7 separate regions of the Mus musculus genome follow, and all the other regions are linked to region 2. The links are chromatin contacts, called in public capture Hi-C and promoter capture Hi-C maps. All regions are on one chromosome and are shown on one strand. Each heading gives the region's core, a stretch centred on a gene start, on an enhancer-like site or on the middle of the called end of the contact. The rest is flanking DNA. Distances are from core to core; before and after follow the strand shown.

Region 1 (3,336 bases), core at 835-3,334, 460 kb after region 2:
CATTGTAAAGGTCTGGTCTTCTGCTGGGTTTCTGAGACAGGGTCTTGTAGAGCCCAGACTGGCCTCAAACTCACTCTGTTACTGAGGGTGACAAACTCTTGACTCTCCTGCCACTACCTGCCAATGCTGGGACATCAAAGCACACACCACCAAGTCTAGCTACACATCAGGGTTTTATGGTTAAAAAGACCAAAATCAATCAACCAACCAACCAACCCGAGACTCCTGCCCCGCCCCCAGTCCCACCACTCCCTTCTCACCCCACCAGGGCTCTCAAGCAAGAAGTGTCCAAAACTAGACAGGACAAAGGGAGATGGAAATGTTAGTTGCCGGAAGAGAGGATTCTGGCCCTGACCTACCCAGCCAGCAACAGCCTCACCTCCATTCCCAGAAAGCTAAGAGTACAGCCCAGGAGCCCAACTCCGCGGTTTTGGGGGACCCCGTGGGTGGAAAGCTCTTTACCAGCCTCCATCCTTTACTGTCACTCAGCAAATACTACAGCAGGGCCTGAGCTCACCCTGACCAGGATTCCTACCGCCCCAGGGGCAACCCATCCTGTTGGAAGGAAAGAGAGGAGCCACAGGGAATCAGTGGACCCGTTATTCCTTGGATGTTACTTTCCTGGTGTAAATAGCTAGGGGAGTCAGTTCTGTGTTCAGAAGGAAAATTCCAGTTGGTCACATGGCATTCCGCTATCCGGGAGACCTCAGCTCATCCAGCTTTGGGAAACTCCATGGGAACAGAGCTTGGTCCTGCCCTTCCTCCATCCCCAGGGCTACTCTGGCTTACCTTGAGCTTATCCTGTGTCTGAAGCTATCCTGGGTAAAGTACTACAGACCTGTGCTTCGAGAGAGCCACTGTTCCCAGCTTCTCCTCCACAGGGCCAGTGGCCAGCCAGGGCGAAGCCTGCCCACCTATCTCTTTATCTCTCACTGAGATTCGTCCTGGCCCTTCCCAGCCCCTGGAGAAACTTAGGTAGGGAGAGAAATTCACAAGAAGTACCCTAGTGGGCTGGTGGTCATAGGACGGTCACTCAATGTTGACTTTTGAGGGGCCAGATTCTGTACTGTGGGGCAGACCTGTGATGGCCAAGTGTCTCCAGGGATTGTCAAATATCCTTAGCGGGCAAAAGCACCCCTAAGCTGAGAACCACTGCTTGAAACCAAGTTTCATTTTCTTCTCCCTGACTACAATCACAACAGCACAACATAGATGCTGGGGACAGTATTTCACCACAAGATGTCACCCACACTGGAACCCCCAATGCAGCTGGTTGAGAAACAGCAACCGCTCCACCTATGAGGCAATCCCTCAGGTACACCTCACCTTCGCTCTCTATGTCCCGGCCCTACAGACTCGCGGCTCGGTGTTTCCTGGAGTTGAATCAAGGTATGGACCTGGCTTCCCTTCTGCCCTGGGGTTGTGGTAGAGACCTGGGCCCTACAGACCTTTCGCTCCCTAACTTTCAATCCAATGCAGAAACATCAGCTGGGGGCCCAACTCTCCAAACCCCTCGGTCCTTAAGCCAGGACTCCTGAGTACACTTTCTGAGCCGCGGACTACTCTGGCGGTGTGAGCCTTCCCCATCCCCCACCCCCGCACCTGTTACTACCACGGCGGCGAAGCTCCACGCACAAAACGCTGCCCGAGGACTTTGGAAGTTCACCCGGGAGACAGGGGAATATAGTCTTAAGGTCTAAAAGGGATTTCTGGTTGGAGGCGGAGTCGCATGTTCCAACACTGGGCAGTGCCCTCTCTTCCTCTCTGGGCTTTTAAACTTTTGCGCAAACCACGCGCCCAGACATCTGGTGACTGTGCCCCGGGGAACCCCTTTAGGCGTCCTGGTCCCAGCAGAGGCCAAGGATCTGCGGGAGGGATCCAGCGGTCCCGCGGGCACAGAGTCCAGCCTCGGCCTCTAGGGCGCTCTGCGGGGCGCACAGCCCCCGACCTTCCCCGCGGCCGAACGGGGCAGCCCCGTGAATCCCTGGCCACCCGCGGCCTAGCGGACCCGAGCTCCGCCGCACCCAATTCCCCGTGCTCACCTCTCGGAGGCCCCACGTCCCGGGAAGCGGCTGAGAGCAGAGTGGGCAGCGGCGGGGCGGCGGCTACAAGGCTGAGCGCCAGCGCTCCGCCTCTTCCCTACCTGCGCGAGGGCGCAGGGGCGGGGACTGGGTGTGGGCGGGGCCTCATTGAGGCGGGGCTTCTTGGTGTGTGGGCGGTGCTTCGGGGGGCGTGGTCGGCCCGCGGCTTCTGCCTGGGCTTGTAGCTCCTGCTGCTCCACTTATGGCCACATTTAAACACTTGCCTAGCACACAGATCTTAGGTTCGATCTCCAGCAACACACGCGCTCACACGGACACACCCCCATAACAACCAAGCAAAAACCACTCAATTTCCCCTTCTCTTTCTCGTGTGACCTCAGGCTCCTTTGACTCCAGGAGCCTCGACTAGGCTTGCATCCTTTCCAGAATCCCCGATCGATCGCTGCAGCTACATCGTCTAGGAAGCCTTGGCCTTCTCTAGCTGCTGTCTCTCCTTCGTCCATTAGAATGATCTCTCCTCAGGCCTGGCATCCCTTCTAGGCCAGACCGGGTCCTTGCTGGAAGTTGGGTCTTGTCCCCTTAACCACCCCAGGACTAAACACAGAGCAGTTGGAAAGGCAACCGAGGTATATGCTAGTTCTTGGGACTGTCCCTTAGGAAACTGTGAATGTTGCTCTGCACCCAAGGACACAGAGGCTTCTTGCTAAGGCTGAAAGCTGGCTCTCACAGTAACTGGCAATAGATGCAGAGGAAGGCCCTCCACATCTCCGTGTCATGAACAGCCCCCAGGCCCAGGCTTTGGATACTCTAGCCTGGCCAATACTGACCAAGTAACTTGCTTTGTTGGCTGTAATGAGAAATAACTATATATGACTCCAGCTAACAGAGCCGGGGGTTCAAATCCTGATCTGCCATTGACTGCTCCTGTGGTCTTAGATGAATCCCCTAAGCCTCCTCGGTCTCAGCTTTCCCCTCTCTGTGTGGTAGCAGTAACAGGGAGCATTTGTGGGGCCCCTGGCTCTAACTAGCAGCTGCTGTTATCTTTGCTATTATTAGTAGTGGTGACGGCCGGCCCTCCCTCAAGTTTAAGCCACAGGCTTTTATCCTCCTTAGCCCACGTCTCTAGCCACCTTGAGCCCATAGGAGCTGGGCTGTGCCTCCTCATCTCCCTCCTGGACCCAGATATCCCTCCCTTAACTCGGCTCTGGGTGGTGCCATCTTGTGATGTTCTTACCCACTTCCTGGTAGAGTACCACTCTTCATGTTCGCGTACCTAGCCCTGTACGAAGGCCTA
Region 2 (3,039 bases), core at 89-2,588:
GGGTTTGAGGCCAGCCTGGTCTACAGAGTGACTGCTAGGACAGCCAGAGCTACACCGAAAAACCCTGACAAACAAATCAAAAGAGACAGAGATGAGTATTTGAGCTGGACTGGATCCCCAGTACCCATAGGGGCTTACAAACTGTCACTCCCATCGGGGACAGATGAATGGATCGATGTGTTTTTTGATTGCCCAGACATGCATGTGGTGCACAGACAGACACACAGACAAAACACCCATACGCATAAAATTAAAATTTTAAAAAGAAGAAAAAGTTAGGCAGTGCTTCATACCTGCAATCCCAGCACTTGGGAGGCTGAAGCAGGATTGCTGAGTTAGGGGCCAGCTTGAATGATATATATAGTGAATTCTTGGGCTAGGGTAAGCTCCTGCCGCAAGAAACAGATTGGGGGAGGGGTGGGAGGGAGAGAGAATACATGAGGATTCCTTATTCACTTATCGGCCTTTCCTTGGCTTGGAGAGTATTTTAAAAGTAGACCATATCCTTTACCCTGGAAGTGGTGACAAGTGGAGCCATTTGGAAAGAGAAACCACATCCGGACTCAAATCCCTTGCCAGGAAACTCTCTATAGGCTGCATCTAGCACAAAGCCTGACAGTGAGTTCACATATGATAAACATTTCATACAGGGAACAGAATTTCTCAGCATTTCCTACCTCCTCTTTGTCTCTTACACTTCACCCAAACCCACCTTCACGTGCCTAGGAAGAAAGGCAGCTGGGGCGCTCATCTGTCTTCTCGGTGTGCCTAGTCTCTTATTAAAATGCAAAGTGTATCTGGGGTTGTGGACACAGGGGAATGCTTGTGTTTCTCCTGTGCAATGGCAACTTTAGCGATCTACAAGTCCAAACGCGTTTTCGCTCATATCACATCAAAGAATTTCTGCTATCTCCTATGCATTCCGTCGCAGCTTCCCAGACAGGGCCGGGGGTACATTTTCTAGGGGCAGCTTGTAATGGCCAAAGTGTTCCAGAATATTGTCACGTCTTCACATATTCAACCAACTCCATGAAGGCATTTTAAAATCCGCGAGCCCGCCCCTCAGCCACAGCGGGTCCCGGAGTGTAGCGCCAGGCCAGGCATTGTGCCTCTCAATGTTCCATCCCCCGCGCGCCCATCCCGTCTGAATCCAGACACAGCCGAGCTTCTCCCTAGTCCCTAGGGGCCCTGTTAAGAGCTGTCCTTTCAGAAACAAGGCCACGGAAACCAAGCCCAACCAGATCCCAGGGTTCCGACTCCACTCAGTGCGCTCCGTTCGGCCAGGCCTACCACCTCTCCGCCGGCGACAGTCCCACCTCGCAGCCTCTGGCCTCAAATAGACGGTGGCGTGGAGGATTCTAGGAACTGTAGTCCGTCGCCCGTTCACTAGCGGGCCGAACCACAGGACTTGACCGGAAGGACTACATCTCCCAGCGTGCCCCGCAGCGGGGGCAAGGCGTCTGTTGGATGCTCCGCGAGTTGCTAGGAGCTGTCTCAACGTCACTCCCGTGAAGCGCGGGGAAAGCATCTCCCGACTAGGTGCAAGGGAGTTCCTCAAGTTCGGAGGGCTAATTGGTGACCATGATCTTCTTCTTGATCAATCATAAGGTCAAAGCTGCTCTGTCAGAAGACCCAAAACTATCAACAAAGGCACACAGTGGACATGCCACGCCCAGAATCATAGCGTTTGAAACCTAGGCTAGACCTAGATTGTCAATTTCCTAGGTCAAAACTGGCTGTTGAGACCAGCTACATAATAGTGTCTCGGAATTAACACAACACACTTTCTTAGGTGCAATCCAAAGAAGGAGTAAATAAATCTCTAGCCAGAGGCAAGGTGGTGCTCTGCCAACACAGATGCTCCAACTCTCTACAAATTTAATTTTAAAAAATTGTTTTATATGTGCTGATGTTTAGATCGAGTCCACCCTCCATTGTACTATTGTACCTGCTCCAAATCTTCCCATAGCTGTTTCCTCCCCAACTTCATGTGTTCTTATAGAAAAGAACTTAGTGCCTTGAACCCAAGACTACCAGCCCAGGGATGGCACCACTCACCATGGGCTAGGCCCTCCCCCATTGATCACTAATTGAGAAAATGCTTTACAGCTGGATCTCATGAAGGCAATTACTCATCTGATGCTTTTTCCTCTCTGATGACTCTAGGGTGTGTCAGGTTATACACAAAATCAGCTAATACACCTGTCTTACAAGGAAAGAGAGGAGAAGGAAGAAGGAAGAGGAGGAAGAAGAGAAGGAAGAGGAGGAGGAAGAGAAGAAGGAAGAAGAGGAGGAGAAGGAAGAGGAGGAGGAGGACAAGGAGGGGGAGGAGGAGGGAGAGGAGGGGGAGGAAGAAGAGGAGGAGGAAGAGGAGGGGGAGAAAGGAGGAGGAGGAGGGGAAGGAAGAGGAGGAGGAGGAGAGGGGAGGAAGAGGAGGAAGAGGAGGAAGGGGGAGGAAGAGGAGGAGGAGGAGGTGGAAGAGGAGGGGAGGGAGAATCTTGTATACAGTTTGTAGGAGGGAAATGGAACAGACTCAGGAGAAAGCAACCATACCACGGATGATGTCGGCCGGAAGCTAATCAAGCAGTGCTGCCTAAAAGGGACACAGGTTCTCTCAGGGACACCACATAAAAGGGACACAGGTTCTCTCAGGGACATAACATAAGAGGGACACAGGTTCTCTCAGGGATATCACATAAAAGGGACACAGGTTCTCTCAGGGACATCACATAAGAGGGACACAGGTTCTCTCAGGGACACCACATAAAAGGGACACAGGTTCTCTCAGGGACATCACATAAAAGGGACACAGGTTCTCTCAGGGACATCACATAAGAGGGACACAGGTTCTCTCAGGGACACCACAGACCAAGCACAGGAGTGTCTTGGGAATGATAACTCACACTCTTTTTTTTTTTTTTTTTTTTTTAAAGATTTATTTATTATTATATGTAAGTACACTGTAGCTGTCTTCAGACACTCCAGAAGAGGGAGTCAGATCTTGTTACGGATGGTTGTGAGCCACCATGTGGTTGCTGG
Region 3 (3,179 bases), core at 473-2,972, 270 kb after region 2:
GGGGGGGGGGGGTCTATACTTGACTTCCCAGGCACACTTACAGCCTCAGCCCGTGGGCGTTTTGGGGATATCTAAAGATAATTATAGTACTCCTACCCCTTCAAAACAAACAAACAAAACAGAAGACAAAAGAAACAAGATTAACTCATCCTTGCGCCCAAAGCTTTTTGTTCTCTTCTTGTGGAGCTGGGGAGGTAGCCGGGGCTTCTGGTAGGCTAGGAGAGCTCTCCAGCCAGCTGTGCATTCATTGGTGTGCAAACATCAGTTGTAACCTTATTCTTAGCTAGATACTTTCTAAAAAACGGGCAAGTTCTCTTAAAGAGAACATTTAGTCCTTTTAGGTAAAATAAAAAGAGTTCAGTGAGTAAAGGCGCTTGCTGCCAAGTTTGTCAACCCCAGTCTGGTTTTACACCCACACCATGGAAAGCGACTCTCACTGCCTCTGCCTTCACTGGCAAAGAAATAGAAGTGAGGTTTGCTTTCTTCTGTTCTGTCCTTCTGTTCTGCACACCCTAACTAGTTAGAACCTTCGCTGTAATTAGTTCTGATGAAAAACAGTATATGTCTTCCTGAAACAGGAGCCTTCACAGTAAATTCCCAATCCGATCCTCCAGATCAGGGTGGAAACAGTTCCTGCCCGCTCCCCATGGTCTAGAATCCTTGGATAAGTGGGGCTCTTATACCATGTGTCATTTTTTCCTACCAGCCAACTTCACCATCTTGTGTACCTTAAATCATCTTTAGGTCACTTTAATACCCAATACAATGTAAGTTTCATGTGAATAGATGTATCAATGTCCTCTTGATCAGGGAATAATGACAAAGAAAATGTCTTCATGCTGAAAACAGGTACTTTTTTTTTTTTTTTTTTTTTTAAAGCATAAGGTTTTTAAACCCCGAGGCTGGATTATGCAAAGCATGCCCTGGCACTGGCTATTCCCCCCCACCCCCGTGTGTGTGTGTGTGTGTGTGTGTGTGTGTGTGTGTGTGTGTGTGTGTGTGTTTGGAGAGTTTCTCTATGTAGCCCTGCTGGCTGTCCTGGAACTAACTCACCATGTAGGCAAGACTGGCCTCGAACTCAGAGCTATCCGAATGCCTCTACCTCCCACTGAGCCCTGAAATTAAAACCATGTGGTCACTACGCCTGGTTCTTTTGTGTTGTTTTGTTTTGTTTTGTTTTGTGGTGTTAAGAAATTGAACCCAGGATCTGTCTGCCATGTTTCAAAAGTTTTCTTTTTCTTTTCTTTTTTTTTTAAGAGAGACTGTTTAGAAGCTATTTAAAAATTTAAATACTCTTGAGAGTCGAGTAGCTGCGAAGGTTCTGTGTGTTTTCTATTTTGATCGTTCTGTTTCTCGAGATGACCACATCTTTCAGAGGAAATGAGTCAAAGCCACTCCGTCTTGCTTTTCCAGCTGAGCATGTTCAGTTTCAATGAAGTAATGAATGAACTTGGCCAGCACCACCCCCACGCCTACAACAGCAAACACTGATGACCTCCACCAATCAGAACGCGGTCAGGGTTTTCGAGTTGAGTTCAAACAGGCCTACGGTAGGCCAATCAGCGCATCACGCCCCGCCTCCCGATGGCGGCCCCAGCCAACCACCAACTCGGAGGAGCCAAAACACGGAGGCTGGCCAATGCCGGGGTGCCCCCGCGGCACCGACTCCGCCAATGGGCGCGGCCAGGCGAGGAGAGAAACAGAGCGGCCGGGCCCGCCGCAGGATTCGAATCGAACGTCCGTGTGGGAGCCGGCGGCTGGCTGGGCTGCGCGTGGGCCAATCAGCGGCGTCGGCTCACGGCCCCCGAACGTTGGGCCTGGCGGCCCCGCCCCGCGCTGTTGTTTGCGGCGTCGGCGCGGCCGCGCGAGCCGAACCACAACATTCGCCGGGCGGCGGCGGAGCTGCGAGCGTGAGCCCGGGGCGGCCGCCCAGCGCCATGTCGGTGAACACGGACGAGCTGCGGCACCAGGTCATGATCAACCAGTTCGTGCTGGCCGCGGGCTGCGCGGCCGATCAGGCGCAGCAGCTGCTGCAAGCGGCGCACTGGCAGTTCGAGGTGTGCACCGGGCCGGGGTCGGGAGCGCGCGTGGGAGCCGGGGGCCGCGTAGGGGGGCCGCGGCGGGGGGGGGGGGGGCCGGGGCGGCCAGGCCTCGCTCACGCCGCTGCGTCCCGTATTTTGTCCGCAGACCGCCCTAAGCACGTTCTTTCAAGAAAGCAACATTCCCAACAGCCACCACCACCCGCAGATGGTAAGTGTTCCCCAGGGCCGCGGAGGGGGCGCTCGGTGCGGCAGGGTCGCTGTCAGCCGCGCCGGTGACAGCCATGTTGCCGGGGAGCGGCGCGCCGCGAATGTAAACAAAGAGCCAAAATGTCTTCCAGGAAAGAGCGCTCCCAGGCCGGCGCTGGCTCGCCCAACTTTGGGACCCGCCTCCAGGCCGCTGGATCGGGGCCTGAGGCCCTGTGCTGGGCGCTGTGCCCTGGGTGTAAGGGCCTTGGTGTTGGGGAGGTGGGGGTAGAAGGAAGGGAAGACGGCTTCCAGCAGGATGTTGCGATTCTGATAGCAGAGGATGGGGAAGGGGCTCGAGGATAACCAGACCTTTGGGGACTTCGGGGTGGTGGGGGACTGAGGGATTTGTGTCTTGATGCAAAACACACACACACACACACACACACACACGACTGAGGTAGGGATTTGTGTCTTGGTGCAACAAACACAGCCGTGTGCACACACACACACACACACACACCACCCACCCACCCAGTGCTGCAGGAAGCAGGGGAGGGATAGATCCACCCTGGCTCCGGAAGTCCAACTCTACCCACAAAGGTAGGCTGGCCCTTCCAAAGCCTCCAGGGAACATAACCTTTATGGAGGATATACAGATTTATATACCTAAGGTGAGGCCAAGAATTTCTTTTAATCTCAGTATGTTAAGAAACAAAACAGTCCAGGAAATAGTTCTTGGAGCCTGGATTTGTCCTCTTCCAACTTGGCTCCAGGCTAGAGCCTTTGCCCTCTGGCCAGTGGGTACCCTGCTTTCCTGAGGCCAGGCACATCCCTTCTCTGCTCTAACTCCTAGTTAGCTATTAGCTCCAAACGTGTAGGAGGGCCTGAGCCCAGGAGAGGGGTGGTAAAACATTATTCCCTAAGAGATCTGCCATTGGACTTTTTTGTTTT
Region 4 (3,116 bases), core at 351-2,850, 490 kb after region 2:
GCTTCGACTCTCTTCCTCCAAGATCTATTTCTGAGTTGGAACCCAGGCATATCGGTAGGGAGCAGGGGAGGTCCCAGGCTTGCAGGAGGCAGAGGCAGAGGGAGAAGAGGAACCAGGGAAGGGGTCGGGGGACTGAAAACAGCTGCATCACAGCTGTTCCGCCCCCGGGTTCCACCCTATCCCCACACAAGGCTGCCCTGCTATCCTAGAATTGAAAGCCTGGGGGCTGAGGGTGTATGTGGGGGTTCAGCCTGAACCCCTGGGCCCAGCGCGTGGAGGAAGAGTACGGGTTTGATTTGTAACTACAGTCAGTCTCTAGTTTGTGGGGCTTGGTGACATTATCAGGGTGCGGTGTATAAATACGGCGTCACTTGGGGGCAGGGGGGGGCGCCCTCAGGGATTCTGGGGCCAGATGCTATACTTCTTACCTGAGTGGGGTCCAGAGTGGGGCCCTGTCTCTTGAAAGCTGGCCCCCCCCCCAAGCCAAAAAAACTCAACCAGGATTGCATCCCAGGTACCTGCTGGCTTCACTCCTGTCTCACCTGCAGCTCGGCAAAGAGGGGCAGCCGGGAAGCTTGACCTCTTGACCTTTACCCCCCCCCCCCGCCCCCCAGCTCTCTGCTGTGTTCTTCTGAAGGGCCCAACTGGACAGGGAGTTCTGTTTCCTCTTTAACCCCCTTCCTGACTGAGCCTCAGTTTCTCTGCCCATTACTTAAAGAGGGGGAGCTCCTACCGTTCCCTTTGAGGGCTGGTCGGATGCTGGACATACATCTTAGTGGGATCACTAGGGTCACTCGTGAGGAGGACTGACTGGGATGGGTGAGTTCTGAGGCCGGGGAGACCAAGCGCTCTCCTGCATCTAGTTTCTGATGGTGAGCCCCACTCTCCGAGCTAGAAGGCATCAGCTAAGGTTTCCATCGCTCCAAAGCACCCCTGTCACCGCGACCCGTCCCCAGTCACTGGGGAGGTGGCGCCGGAGCTCGCAGCGGGCCGAGCCCGCCTCTGCCCGCAGCCGCTGTCACCCTTCCCGTCCTGGGCCCCGCCAAGAAGGGAGCGACACCTACCTCACCAGGATGGCCACCCCCACGTCCTCGCAGTTGGCATACAGCCGGGCCCACGTAGCCTGAACCGCCTTCCTCTCCGCCTCGGACAGCTCCTCGCTCCTCTCCCTACGCTCTATCTCCATGTCGCCCGGCACTTTCTCCATGAGCAGCTCCGAGCCCAGCGCAGCTTCGCTCGGCGGCGGGCGCGGGGAGCCGAGGCCGGTGCGTGCGAGGCGGGCAGGAGGGCGGGCGGGCGAGGAGTAGAGCGCCGGAGGGAGGGAGCGTGTGTCTGTGCGCGCCGGGTGTGTGTGCGCGCGGGTGTGCAGGGTATATGTGCGGGGGGCGGGGGACTGCGAGCTGGGGGCGGAGATGTGGTCTGCTGGGGAAAAAATGTTTTTTAAAAAAAATCCGCTCCAAAAAATCCAGTCCTGTTTCTGGGAGTCAATTTTGGCAAGGTGAAGGTTAGGCGGGATGGGGGTGTCACGGCTGGCGTCTGCCCGCCTGACCACCCACCCGTTAGCAAGGCCACCGCGGTCCCGGCTGGGAGAGGTAGGTGTGGCCAATGTGCAGAAGGGGCTGGGAGGATCAGGGGGTCACGCGGTGATGGACAGCGCCGGGTGTACTGGCGTGCGCCCCGGGCTGGTGCGGAGCTGAGGGTGCGGGTCTCAGCTCTCGACGTGTGGTGTCTGGACGTGTGTGTGTGTGTGTGTGTGTGTGTGTGTGTGTGTGTACACCCTTCACGAGGTGGGGATCTGACTCAAAGTCAAACACACCCAGGCATCGCCTGCTTGGGAGGAGGAACTTGCAGACAAATCCGGGCTTCCCCTGTAGCCCCGCCACTCCTGAGCCTGAGACTGGGCCGAGGCACCCGTTGTCAGACGTGGGGACCTCGAGTTCTGGCAGGTTTAGAGCGATGGGCAGTCTCTCTTCCCATCTGCTGGTCCAGCTGGCTCTTGTGAACTTGTGCACATGTCCAGTCTGGGGAGCCAGAGACCCGTGCCCCACTTCCCTCCCTACGCCTGCGAGCAGGGAGTCCTGAGAAGGTAGTTAATGATAGGTAGATAAGGACCAGACACTGTCCTGAATTACCGTCCTAGCCCTAGCCGTGGTGGAGTGAAGTTCCACAGAGAGGCAGTCAGTCAGGTATGATGGAGAGGCTCTGGGGAGCCGGAAGTCCTGAGTAAGGCACCGGACAGTGAAGACATTTGTCACCATCGAGAGTTCAGTTTGAGAACCAGAAGGCAGATCCTTCATCTCCTTCTTAGACTGCTCAGGGAGAGGTGACACTGGGACAGAGGGGAGGAGTGCAGTCTTGAGAGACCCAGAACCCTCACCCTGCCAGCAGTTGCTCAGACCTGGCTGTAGACAGCAGGGACCCTGAGACCACAGAGGGCCTGCCTGGTCCTGACACAGATAAGTGCACTGTCTCTGGTTCTCCTCAAGGCTCCCAGCTCAAGATGAGGAGGAGCCCTGCTGCCCAGGAAGTGAGTGGCTCTCCTCTTCAGCTTGGGTCCCTGTTGATTTAAAATCTTTAAAGGTATTTGCCTCACAAAACTTGATGATCTGAAGAGTTCCGGCCCTAGGACCCACGGGGTGGAAGGAAGAGATTGACTCTTTTTTTTTTTTTTTTTTAAAGATTTATTTATTTATATGTAAGTACACTGTAGCTGTCTTCAGACACTCCAGAAGAGGGCGTCAGATCTTGTTACGGATGGTTGTGAGCCACCATGTGGTTGCTGGGATTTGAACTCCGGACCTTCAGAAGAGCAGTCGGGTGCTCTTACCCACTGTGCCATCTCACCAGCCCGAGATTGACTCTTACAAGCTGTCCTTTCTCACACACACACACACACACACACACACACACACACACACACACACACACACACTAATAACAAAAAAATTTTAAATTTAAAAAACACAGACTTGAAGGTTCAGTCACAGAGGGTTAACAAGAACCTTTATAGGCCCAGCAGGCTGCTCCCTGGAGCTCAGGGTTGGGGTGTCTGATGTTACTCCTGGCCAGGAGACATTACCTCCCACCTTGTTTAGGAAGGAAAACTGAAGGTCCTG
Region 5 (3,264 bases), core at 533-3,032, 300 kb after region 2:
CTGCCTCTGCCTCTGCCTCCCAAGTGCTGGGATTAAAGGCATTTGCCACCACTGCCCGGCTTAGGACCCTGGAATTTAGTGCCTTGTGTATGAAATAAGAGCAGTCCAGGGAAGGATATATATATATATTTTTTCGAGACAGGGTTTCTCTGTATAGCCCTGGCTGTCCTGGAATTCACTTTGTAGACCAGGCTGGCCTTGAACTCAGAAATCCACCTGCCTCTGCCTCCCGAGTGCTGGGTCTAAAGGTGTGCGCCACCATGCCTGGCTAGGGAAGGATTTTTGATGATGCATCAAATCTGAGGGCTAGCACCAGCCTGCAACTTAAGTTGTTCTGGCCACGTGTATCAGAGATTACAAAAACCACCAGGCAGTAGCATGTTCTAAGTCAGGAACTATCTGAACTATTAGTGCTACATACATCTTTAAAATCCCTATTTTGAAGCCAGGGGAAAGGGAAGTATTAGCTGAAAATGCCACTTTTAGAATTCAGAAGAACCTCTATTTCATCTCTAATTTTGTACCTGTGGATCAGATGTCAATGTCACCTGCTTAAGACAGGGTCTCATGACATCTGCAGTGTCTCTGCCCTCCCCAGTGCTAGAATTATCAGTGTGTGCTACCAAGCCCATGATGGAACGCAGGTCATTGTGCTTCTGCGGTAGGCGCTTTACTGAGATAACTCTCCAGTCCACAACTGCAGACAGACCTAGAAAGGTCTAGCTAGCTGTGTACCTTGACTAGTTAAGAACAGACTGCATGGCTCATGCCTTTAATTTCAGCACTCAGGAGGCAGAGGCAGGCAGATCTGAGTTGCAGGACAGTCTGGTCTACAGAGTGGGTTCCAGGACAGCCAGGGCTTCATAAAGAAACCCTATCTTTTTTTTTTTTTTTTTTTTTTTTAAGATTTTATATGAGTATACTGTAGCTGTACAGATGGTTGTGAGCCATCATGTGATTGCTGGGAATTAAACTCAATACCTCTGCTTGCTCCGGTCTAAAGATTTATACTAGATGTAAGTACACTGTAGCTGTCTTCAGACACATCAGAAGAGGGCACCAGATCTCATTATGGATGGTTATGAGCCACCATGTGGTTGCTGGGATTTGAATTCAGAAAGAGCAGTCAGTGCACTTAACCGCTGGGCCATCTCTCCAGCCCTGAGAAACCCTATCTTGAAAAAGACCCCACACCAAGTCTCATATGACACTGGGGAGATGGCTCAGAGGGTAAAAAACACTGTGACCCAAGCATGAGAAACCTCAAAACCCATTTCAAAGGCCAGGCATAGCTACACATGCCTGAAACTCACAGGTCAGCCAGCCAGCCAGCCAGCCAAAACAGCAAGCAGCCATCGTTGTTCATGTCTTCGGTCTTAGAGAACAAAGCACCGGACAGGCACACACCCCTCTCCATATGTGTGTGTGTGCTTCTCCTGCCCACTAGGCTACAACTTTTTCTCTGCCTCCAAGCTAATTATCTTAATGACCGAGTCCTTTGCTCAGTTTTTCCCTATGTGGCCCACTAACAGAAGGCAAGCTTCTTTGTGAGCTTGAAAAGGCCAATGTGCACAAGGTCCTAATTGTGGGTTGGGAACCTTCCTCATCATTAAGGGATAAAAAAAGAGTGGAGGAAACTTCCCTGTAGTGAAATACAATCACACAAATAAGACTCCTTCCTGTCTGCCAGAGCCCATTAGCAAGTCCTCTTCCTTTCCTGGGATGGCCCTTTTCTCTGACTCCTGGCTCTGAACTGGAGCAGGCTCAAAGGTCCAAGCTCTGCTGTGTTTGCAGAAGGCCTCCCACAGTGCAGACTAGGGTTGTGATGGCCGGCAACTGCAGTCTCTTCAGCAATGCAACTAACAGCACCACAGCTCACAAGGGAAGATGACCACTCAGTTCACCTTTTTAGGGACTGGCGACAAGGCTCAGTGGTGGAACACCTACCCGGCATGCAGGAGGCCCTAGGTCCAATCCCCAGAACTGTCCAAATCACACAATCCACACACACAGATGCGCCCACAGTGCTTAGGAAGGGAATGGAGGCCATGGGAGACACATCTGTGGCCCGCTGAAGCCATGGACCTGACCCCCGTTTTGAACCCAGTTTCTTGCACAGCACCGACAGGCTTGTCACGGTCTAGGAGGGAGCTGGGAGCTCAGCAGCCGACTGAAGACCCAAGGGAGACAAGGAACTTTTATTTGCAGCTTCCGAGTGACACGGTTCTGAGGGACAGGGTGCTACTCTCTCATCTGACTAGCTCAGTGAAAGCAGGCAGGGACACTTCCTTGTTTAATGGCAGCAGGCACAGCAGTTTCTGAAAGAAAAGTGACTCCCTGACAGATTCAGTTGACCTTGTGCAGGGAGAGGACAACTGCACACACCAGTGCCAGGGCGGCTCAGCTGCCTTCCCAGAGCAGACACCAGTGAACAAACCGTCAGGGTCTGCTCAGCACTAAGAGCAAGGCTGATGACAGGGACAGGAGGGCCGTGCCATGCACCCAGTCTTGGGCGGTCAGGCTTCTTGTCTTACTGGAAGGTGTTACCAGCCTACAACTGGATGCCTGCTTATTCAGCAGAACACATTCCAGATAGGTACTGCACTCTGAATATGGGGAGAGAAGGGAGCCAGCAGCCTGGTAGAGACTCCCTGACTGCAGCCCATTTGCAGGCTGACACCCCGCTGTGTCTGTCCGCCTCTGCAGGTCAGGGCAGCTCTGAGCTAGTCATCCACTGTGATGTTCCGGAAGAGGTAAGCCATAGACTCTCCATTGTGGATTCTCCGAATCGCCTCAGAAAGAATCAGGCTGATGTCCACAGTCTTTATCTTGGGACACTGTAGTTTCTGAAGTTCATGAGGGACAGTGTTTGTCACCACCACCTAGTTACAAAGCGACGACAGAGAGTACAAAGTTATGCAGGTGAGCCAGGAAGTGGCTATGCAGAAAAGCATTATCTAACATTTAATTTAATGCCCACAGTCCAAGCCCCAAAACAAAACTTTTGCTGCAGAGGGGTTTCTGTAGTGGTACTGGGGACTGAACGCTTTACACAGGCGAGGTGAGCACACTACCACTGAGCTACACCCCAGTCTTGGCTTTTTGGCTTTCATTTTGAGGCAGGGTCTTGATATGTAACTTAGAATAGGGCACAACTGTAATTCATGTCTCATTTGCTTGGATTACAAACATAAAATCACATGTACTAAAGTACAGACTTTACAAACCAAGCATCCAGGGCTCAAACCTTCTGTCTTAGCACTG
Region 6 (3,197 bases), core at 652-3,151, 270 kb before region 2:
CCTAGGCTGAAGGCTGTACCTAGCATAGCTCCTGGAACAGATGATTCTCAACCTGTGGGTCTCAAGCCTTCTGGTGCTTGAAAGACCGTTCATAGGGTTTACCTAAGACTATCCACCAAAAAACATATATTACAATTTATAACTAGCAAAATTCCAGTAATAAAGAAGGAACAAAAAGGATGTTATGGTTGGGGGTCGCCAGAGCATGAGGAAGGCTGAGAGTCACTGTGCTAGAGGCACACAATGCTGAGAGCGGCCATCATGCCTAGTCACTCGTGAGCCCACTCACCAGGGAGATCCAGCCTCACTAGAGCCTCACTAGAGCCTCCCTCTCAGCCTCTAACTCCAGATGTTCCCCTGCGGATAACCACTTCCTGCCCAAGCTGGTGGCAGGAAGCCCACCTGGTGCAGGAGGCCAGTCTCTTTTCGGATCCCCAGGCTGAGGCCCTGGGAGAGGCCACTGTTCTATCAGGGTCCTTACAGTCATCTCTAGTGCCAGAAATGTGGTACAGGGTTGGGAACCAGAAGAGACAGCGCGAGGCAGGGCAGTTTGAGTGCCCAGGCTTAAGATTAGCCGGCACTAACAGCTTTGGAACAGAGGGTTTTCTTAGTCTGAATACTGCTTGCGGATCTGACCCCACACAGCAGGCTACTGTAAGGAAAGCAAATTGCAATGCCACCTTCTAAAGAAGTAGGGTCCCTCCAGCAAAGTGAAGAACAGCCCTAAAACTGCATAGAAGTGGCAGGAAGACAGCTGAGACAGCCACTGGGGGGCGCTCTTGCAGCCAGCTCCCACTAACACTGAATATACACGACAAATGTTCCCTCTGCCTGTACAGTGGTGGCCTGTCCTGTCTCTGAGAAGCTTTGGCATCTAGGCACTGTGACCATATGGTTGTCTACACCCTGCCCCAAGCCCTGGCTCACTGGGGTTTTGTGCTCAGATTCAAAGGGCTCCATTGACTGCAGAGCTGAGGTCAGTCCTCCCCCTGCAGCCTGGTCTGCTGGTGGCAAGACCGACAAACGTTAATGGGCCAACAGAGCTGTCATGCAGACAGCTGAGCAGAACGAGACCAGCAGTGACCTTTCTCTTAGAAGGACCCAAGGCCCCTCACTAAAACAAGCAGGCTACTTTTCTTTCTTTCTTTTTCTTATTTACTTATTTTTTGTTTTTTTCGAGACAGGGTTTCTCTGTGTAGCCGTGGCTGTACTGGAACTCACTCTGTAGACCAGGCTAGCCTCGAACTCAGAAATTTACCTGCCTCTGCCTCCCAAGTGCTGGAATTAAAGGTGTGCACTACCATGGCCGGCGCAGACTACTTTTAGAGTATCTAGGATCCTCATCTTCCCCCCAGATGCCCCTGGGTAGATGGCAGAGTACCACACCAGAGGGCTGCTTGAAAGCTTGCTGACGTGCTTGGGTGATCCTGTAGCCCGGTTTTCTTTCTGGCAGAGGGCAGAGAGAGCAGCCAGAGTGTGGCCCAAGAGACAGACCAGGGTGGTCAGGGACACAAGCCAAAAAGGCCATCCAGAGGGTGCTGGGGCACCCAAGAGCGAGTCACTCCACCCTCTTCCTCTGGCAACCTCAGACGGAGCCCCCCGGGGTTATTTCCACAGGGAACCACAGCCAACCACTTCTGTCATTAGCCCAACCCCAGCCCTCCGCCTACAGCCTACAGCCTACAGCCTGGCTCAAAGGCAGGAGGAGGGCAGAACAGGAGGAAGAATAAGAGAGGGAGCCGTCTGGGGATCCAGAGAGCAGAGTGGACCTCTAGGCAGGGAAAGGCATAGGGCGTGAAGGGCAAGTCAAGCTCAGGGGAGGACTCCCTGGGCTCCTCCTCACAACTGTAATTTGACACCTAGATCTCCAGGACAACCAACAACAAAAAAGCTGAAGCGATGAGGCGCTGAAGCTGGACAGCAGCTGGCTGTCAGCAACCGGGAGCTAGCACCAGGAGGTGCCCGAGTGAGAAGCAGCCGCCTAGGCAGGAAAGTGGCAGCGCTGGTGAAGAAGTCAAAGGTGGTGGCCAAAGGACTTCCAGGAGGTACATAGAGGCTCTGTACTGGGACACCTCTTCGAGGCTCCCCACTATCTGAGCTCCCAGGTAAGAGACACTGGCTAGAGGTGACAGGATCGGGAAAGGAGGGCAGCCAGGGTCTCGTATCTCTGGCGAGGAGTCACAGCTTAGCATGAGCTCGGAGAGGAACGTCTTGGGGGATATATTAGGCCACTCTCCTATGGGAATTTAGTCACCTCCTCTGTGTGTATACCTGAGTGCTCTTCCCCTGGGACCTGGTACTAGAGAAGGGGGATGTACTGCTACTCGGTGTGTGGCACAGGGGCTGGGGGCTGCTGGACACATCCATTTAAACCTTTTCTATTCAGTGAGTTTAGGATATGGCCCCCAATCTTGCTGAGCCTCCATTTCCGAAAGGATTAGGGCTGAGCCCTCCCTGGTTCTCAAGAAGGCTCAGGACAAGGTGTGCCCAGCCTGCTGAATGGCCTCTGGCCCCAGGAGCTGGTAGAGCCAGCAGCAGAACTGCCTACTTGGATGCTGGACAAGAGCAGCAGCTTTCCTGTCTTTTGGAGTTCTGACCTGCTCACCGCTGTGTGCTTCCGGCTCAGGATCATCCTAGGGAGGAGTCTCTGCACCCACTTAGATTACCAGGACCCCTGATCCTCCTTTGGCAATGATCTCTGAAAACTGAGCCAGGGATATGCACCCTAATTCAAACCCCAAGTTTGGAAAGGAGTTTGTGACTACATGAATGAGTTTGGAAAAGACCCCAGAGTCTCTTCCACACTAACTACTGTAATGGTTGCCCCCAGACAGCTCTTCTCTTCAGTCCTTGTGCAGGGCAAGCACAACCTTCTTGGGCAGGGCCTCACGAGAGGAGGCTGCTAAGCCCTTCTGCCTCCTGTCCTCACACTGGGGTTCAAGTCCCCGTGAGACGTCCCTTCCAAAGCAAACACACTGTTATCCAGTAAGAAAGAAAAACATCATTCAGTTTTGGAAACCAAGGGGAGGGCCGAGAGTCTCTTTGGCTCAGCAGAGGGGGTGCACTCTGGTTTGTGTGGGACTGGGAAGCTAACTCCTGTGGTAATACTAACAAGTGTGCAACAGAGGGACTGCACTGCAGCTGAGCCACATCTGGGACACACAGGCTCCAGCAGTCCCTGAGCTCAGAGGGAGGCC
Region 7 (3,289 bases), core at 268-2,767, 410 kb after region 2:
CTGTCTAGGCTTGAGGTGAGAATATCTTAATTTCCAAACCAATCTGAACAAGTTGGCAAGGTTTACTCTCAAAATAAAGTAGAATGGTTTAGGACGTAGCTCTACGTCAAAGTGCTGGAGGTTTAGCATCAAGTTCCTGGGTTCAACCCTCAGCACTGCAAAAAACAGTGACTTAACAGCCTTCCCCCAAAGCAGATCTCTCACTTCCAGGGACCTGATTCATGCTTAGAAATGTTTCCTGATGGGGAGGGGCAGGACAGGAGGAGCTGTGAGGTAAAGATATGTGAGAGACAGATACAAAACCACACACTCAGGAAAACAAGCCTGCAAACCAATCTTGGCTTAGGTTTATGATGTCAGTCCGCTCTTGTAGAACTGCTCCATTCACAAGCCTCTTTCCCGAACAGTGGGAGAATGTGGTATTTGCTTAAGAGCCCCAGGTTAAAACCAAAAGAACGAAAAAACAAGATGCAGCTTTTCCCATTGGTCCCTCTCTCTTCTGTCCACGATTTCATAGGCCACCCCACCCCAAGAAGTCCTAGACACCCAGTCGCAGCTGCCACCATCTCCCTCAGTACTATTAATATCATGGCCCTGGACTGGTTCATCATTTCCCTCATAAAGTTCTCCGAGGCAATTCAAAGGATGCAGAGGGGTTACAACAAAAAAGACGTGGGGCCGCTGCCCCACCATGCATTCCGTCAGCATCTGCTCAACTTCTTGGGTTTTCACCTCTATCTTTGTTTTGGAATACCCACAGCCAAGCCCTCCCCGGCACGGCCTTCCCTTCGGAAAGCACAATGCAGCACGGACCTCCTTTAGCGGTGGGGGTTGTAAGCAAAAAACGCCGCACTAGTGTAACGCCGAACGCGCCTCAGCGCCCGAGGAGGTCCCCACGGGCATCCGTGCGCGTCCATCACCCCGAGGCCAACACCACAGCCGAGCATCGCTCGCAAGGCCCCTCCCCTCGCCCGGAGCAGCCCTGCCGGCGTGCGCGCCCAGGCCGGTGTGATGACGGTGCACCGGGCGACGAGGCGGCGTTCCCCTCCCCGAGCCCTGCCGACCGCCCCGGCCCGCCTCACCTTGGTCTCCTTCACATGCTGCTTGACGCCCTCCGGGTACCACTGGACGCGCACGTAGCCGCGCCGCAGAGGGCTGGCCCGGCCCTCCTCGTGGCCCGCGCCCCCGGCCTCGGAGCAGCCCGAGCTGCCGCGGCCGTCATCGTCGCCCTCCGAGTCCGAGTCCTCGCCGTGGATGAGGCGTACCAGCCCGAAGTGCACCGAGCCGCGGTAACGGCCGGACACCAGGTCGTGGGAGAACAGCAGGCGCTGTGAGCCTGCTTCGGGGCCGGAGTCGGAGGACGGCCCTGAGGCCGAGTCCGTAGCGGGCGCGGGCGGCGGGGCGGCGGCGGCGGGGGCTGCGGCCGGGGTCGGGGCGGCGGCGGCCTGGGCCTGGGCGGGTGCGGGCGCTGCGGGATCCGCCATAACTGCTCTGCGCGAGTCTCGGGCGGCGGCAGCAGCGACAGCGGCGGCGGTAGCGGCGGCGGCAGCCTAAGGCGCGGGGAGGCGGGGCCGGCGGCGCGGGGGCGGGGCCGAGCGCGCTGACGTAGGCCTGCGTGCCGCCGTCGTTAGGGCGCCGGGATGCTGTTGCTAGGAGCCGCCGCCCGGTCGCTAGGGGACGCTGAAGATGCTTGGGGCGGGGGTGGAAGGACTGCCGCGGGGCGTGGCAGGGCTGCAGGAACGAAGATGGATTAGGGGCCTGAGGAAGGGTACTGGTCTACCGGAGTTGAGGGGCGGGGACTGCACGCAAAACTGACTGTAATTTCTTAAAAAAAAATTATGCCCGGGTCTGACGTGGTGGCCACGCCTTTAACCCCCAGCTCTCAGGAGGCAGAGGCAAGCCCATCTCTGTTTTAGGCCAGCCTGGTCTCAAAGCAAGTCCAGGTTACACAGAGAAACCCTGCCTCGAAAAAGCCAAACAAGCCAAGCAGTGGTGGCGCACGCCTTTAATCCCAGCACTGGGGAAGCAGAGGCAGATGGACTTCTGAGTTCTAGGCCAGCCTGGTCTACAGAGTGAGTCCAGGACAGCCAGGGCTACACAGAGAAACCCTGTCTCGAAAAGTAAAAACAAACAAAAGAATAAAAAAGCCAAACAAAAATTTTTTAAATGCGGTTTAGTTATGACACATGCTTTTAATCCCAGCACTTGGAAGGCAGAGGCAGGAGGATATCTGTGAATTCGAGGCCAGCCATGACTTACAAAGTGAGTCTTGCAAGGCAGTGGCACACACCTTTAATCTCAGCACTTGGGAGGCAGGCGGGTTTCTGAGTTCGAGGCCAGCCTGGTCTACAGAGTGAGTTCCAGGACAGCCAGGACTAAACAGAAAAACCCTGTCTCAAAAACAAAAACAAAAAACAAAAACAAAAACAAAACCCAAAGTGACAGGGGAGGGTATAGGGGGCTTTGGGGATAGCATTTGAAATGTAAATGAAGAAAATATCTAATAAAAAATGCCTTTAAAAAAACCAAACAAAGTGAGTTTCAGGACAGCCAGGGCTACAAAATAAAACCAAAATAAATAAATAAAATTAATTGAAATTTAAAATTTTATATATATATATATATATATATATTAGAAAACCCCTGTCTTGAAAAATCAAAAAAAGGTGGGGGGGGGAGAAAGAGAGAAAGAAAGAAAGAAAGAAAGAAAGAAAGAAAGAAAGAAAGAAAGAAAGAAAGAAAAGAAAAGAAGAAAAGAAAAGAAAAGAAAAGAAAAGAAAAGAAAAGAAAAGAAAAGAAAAGAAAAGAAAAAAGAGGCAGAGTCTTACTATGCAGCCCTGACTGGCCTGGACTCTCAGAAATCCACCTATCTATGTAAACTCACACTGTAAACCAGGCTGGTTTCAAACACAGAGATCTGCCAGTGTCTGCCTCCCTAGTGAGTACTACAGGTATGTGCCCTCACTCCTAGTCAGTCAAGTTTAGCAAGCACCCTTGGCATCCTAATCAAGTTGTAGCCCTGCAGAGTGACTGCATCTTCATCTTCTAGATGCCCACATGTGCCCAAACTCATGTACACAGATATCATCACAATAATTTTTTTAAGTTGTTGTCAACTGGGTGTGGTGGTGCATGCCATGAACATGTGCCTAGAGGACAGTCTAGTTGGGCACGTGAAACAAATACTCATTAAATAGCTGAAAAAGCAGCTCTAAGGCAGCTTGTAAGCAAGGCTGTAATAGATAGGTATAGAGTATGTAGAGTCCCGGGTGGAACTTGGAAGGTCATG

What was found. Promoter capture Hi-C pulls out the DNA fragments that hold promoters and counts their contacts. Capture Hi-C pulls out chosen DNA fragments and counts their contacts.
Region 1: a contact with region 2 is called in a promoter capture Hi-C map of liver, with 2.5 times the contacts expected there. The contact joins the promoter of Rhbdf2 here to the promoter of Fbf1 in region 2. A contact is called at or near these places in 2 of 39 promoter capture datasets (the C10 cell line and liver) and 2 of 115 datasets of contacts at active chromatin or transcription factors (bone marrow-derived macrophages and embryonic stem cells).
Region 3: a contact with region 2 is called in a promoter capture Hi-C map of pancreatic islet. The contact joins the promoter of Ubald2 here to the promoter of Fbf1 in region 2. A contact is called at or near these places in 2 of 39 promoter capture datasets (cranial neural crest and embryonic stem cells), 1 of 15 datasets of contacts at CTCF or cohesin (the NIH/3T3 cell line), 1 of 484 Hi-C or Micro-C datasets (embryonic stem cells), 10 of 115 datasets of contacts at active chromatin or transcription factors (the NIH/3T3 cell line, the SCID.adh cell line, craniofacial prominence and 7 more) and 4 of 9 other capture datasets (adipose tissue, embryonic stem cells, liver and 1 more).
Region 4: a promoter capture Hi-C map of adipose tissue shows a contact between it and region 2. The contact joins the promoter of Cygb here to the promoter of Fbf1 in region 2. A contact is called at or near these places in 1 of 39 promoter capture datasets (neural stem cells) and 1 of 9 other capture datasets (adipose tissue).
Region 5: a contact with region 2 is called in a promoter capture Hi-C map of liver, with 3 times the contacts expected there. The contact joins the enhancer-like site here to the promoter of Fbf1 in region 2. A contact is called at or near these places in 11 of 39 promoter capture datasets (the C10 cell line, cranial neural crest, embryonic stem cells and 6 more), 2 of 484 Hi-C or Micro-C datasets (bone marrow-derived macrophages and olfactory sensory neurons), 9 of 115 datasets of contacts at active chromatin or transcription factors (astrocytes, embryonic limb bud, embryonic stem cells and 5 more) and 5 of 9 other capture datasets (adipose tissue, embryonic stem cells, liver and 2 more).
Region 6: a contact with region 2 is called in a promoter capture Hi-C map of pre-B cells, with 2.7 times the contacts expected there. The contact joins the promoter of Smim5 here to the promoter of Fbf1 in region 2. A contact is called at or near these places in 1 of 39 promoter capture datasets (pre-B cells), 1 of 115 datasets of contacts at active chromatin or transcription factors (pancreatic cancer cells) and 2 of 9 other capture datasets (adipose tissue and pancreatic islet).
Region 7: a capture Hi-C map of embryonic stem cells shows a contact between it and region 2, with 2.2 times the contacts expected there. The contact joins the promoter of Ube2o here to the promoter of Fbf1 in region 2. A contact is called at or near these places in 2 of 39 promoter capture datasets (the 3T3-L1 cell line and maxillary cranial neural crest), 1 of 115 datasets of contacts at active chromatin or transcription factors (large pre-B cells) and 1 of 9 other capture datasets (embryonic stem cells).

The regions. Positions count from the first base shown.
Region 1 is chr11:116,622,136-116,625,471 of GRCm38.p6, forward strand. It overlaps Rhbdf2 (rhomboid 5 homolog 2), which reads right to left and starts at 2,085. Exons shown (of 19, transcript NM_001167680.2): 1 at 2,043-2,085.
Region 2 is chr11:116,166,840-116,169,878 of GRCm38.p6, forward strand. It overlaps Fbf1 (Fas (TNFRSF6) binding factor 1), which reads right to left and starts at 1,339. Exons shown (of 31, transcript NM_172571.3): 1 at 713-1,339; 2 at 294-389.
Region 3 is chr11:116,432,372-116,435,550 of GRCm38.p6, forward strand. It overlaps Ubald2 (UBA-like domain containing 2), which reads left to right and starts at 1,723. Exons shown (of 3, transcript NM_176902.3): 1 at 1,723-2,057; 2 at 2,188-2,250. The coding sequence starts at 1,938.
Region 4 is chr11:116,652,713-116,655,828 of GRCm38.p6, forward strand. It overlaps Cygb (cytoglobin), which reads right to left and starts at 1,601. Exons shown (of 4, transcript NM_030206.4): 1 at 1,065-1,601. The coding sequence starts at 1,207. It also overlaps a transcript of Prcd not described here.
Region 5 is chr11:116,468,674-116,471,937 of GRCm38.p6, forward strand. Prpsap1 (phosphoribosyl pyrophosphate synthetase-associated protein 1) reads right to left here. Exons shown (of 10, transcript NM_026364.1): 10 at 2,143-2,882. The coding sequence ends at 2,724. Among named protein-coding and RNA genes, the nearest start is that of Qrich2, 16 kb to the left of the region's middle. Within about 2 kb of position 1,783, at least 14 of the 459 cell types and tissues checked have an H3K27ac peak or open chromatin away from gene starts, as enhancers often do. A contact at or near this core is called in astrocytes and liver, where this site is marked.
Region 6 is chr11:115,898,238-115,901,434 of GRCm38.p6, forward strand. Smim5 (small integral membrane protein 5) reads left to right here and starts at 1,902. Exons shown (of 3, transcript NM_183259.3): 1 at 1,902-2,105. The region is part of intron 7 of Recql5 (RecQ protein-like 5); the gene reads right to left.
Region 7 is chr11:116,579,930-116,583,218 of GRCm38.p6, forward strand. Ube2o (ubiquitin-conjugating enzyme E2O) reads right to left here and starts at 1,518. Exons shown (of 18, transcript NM_173755.3): 1 at 1,083-1,518. The coding sequence starts at 1,484.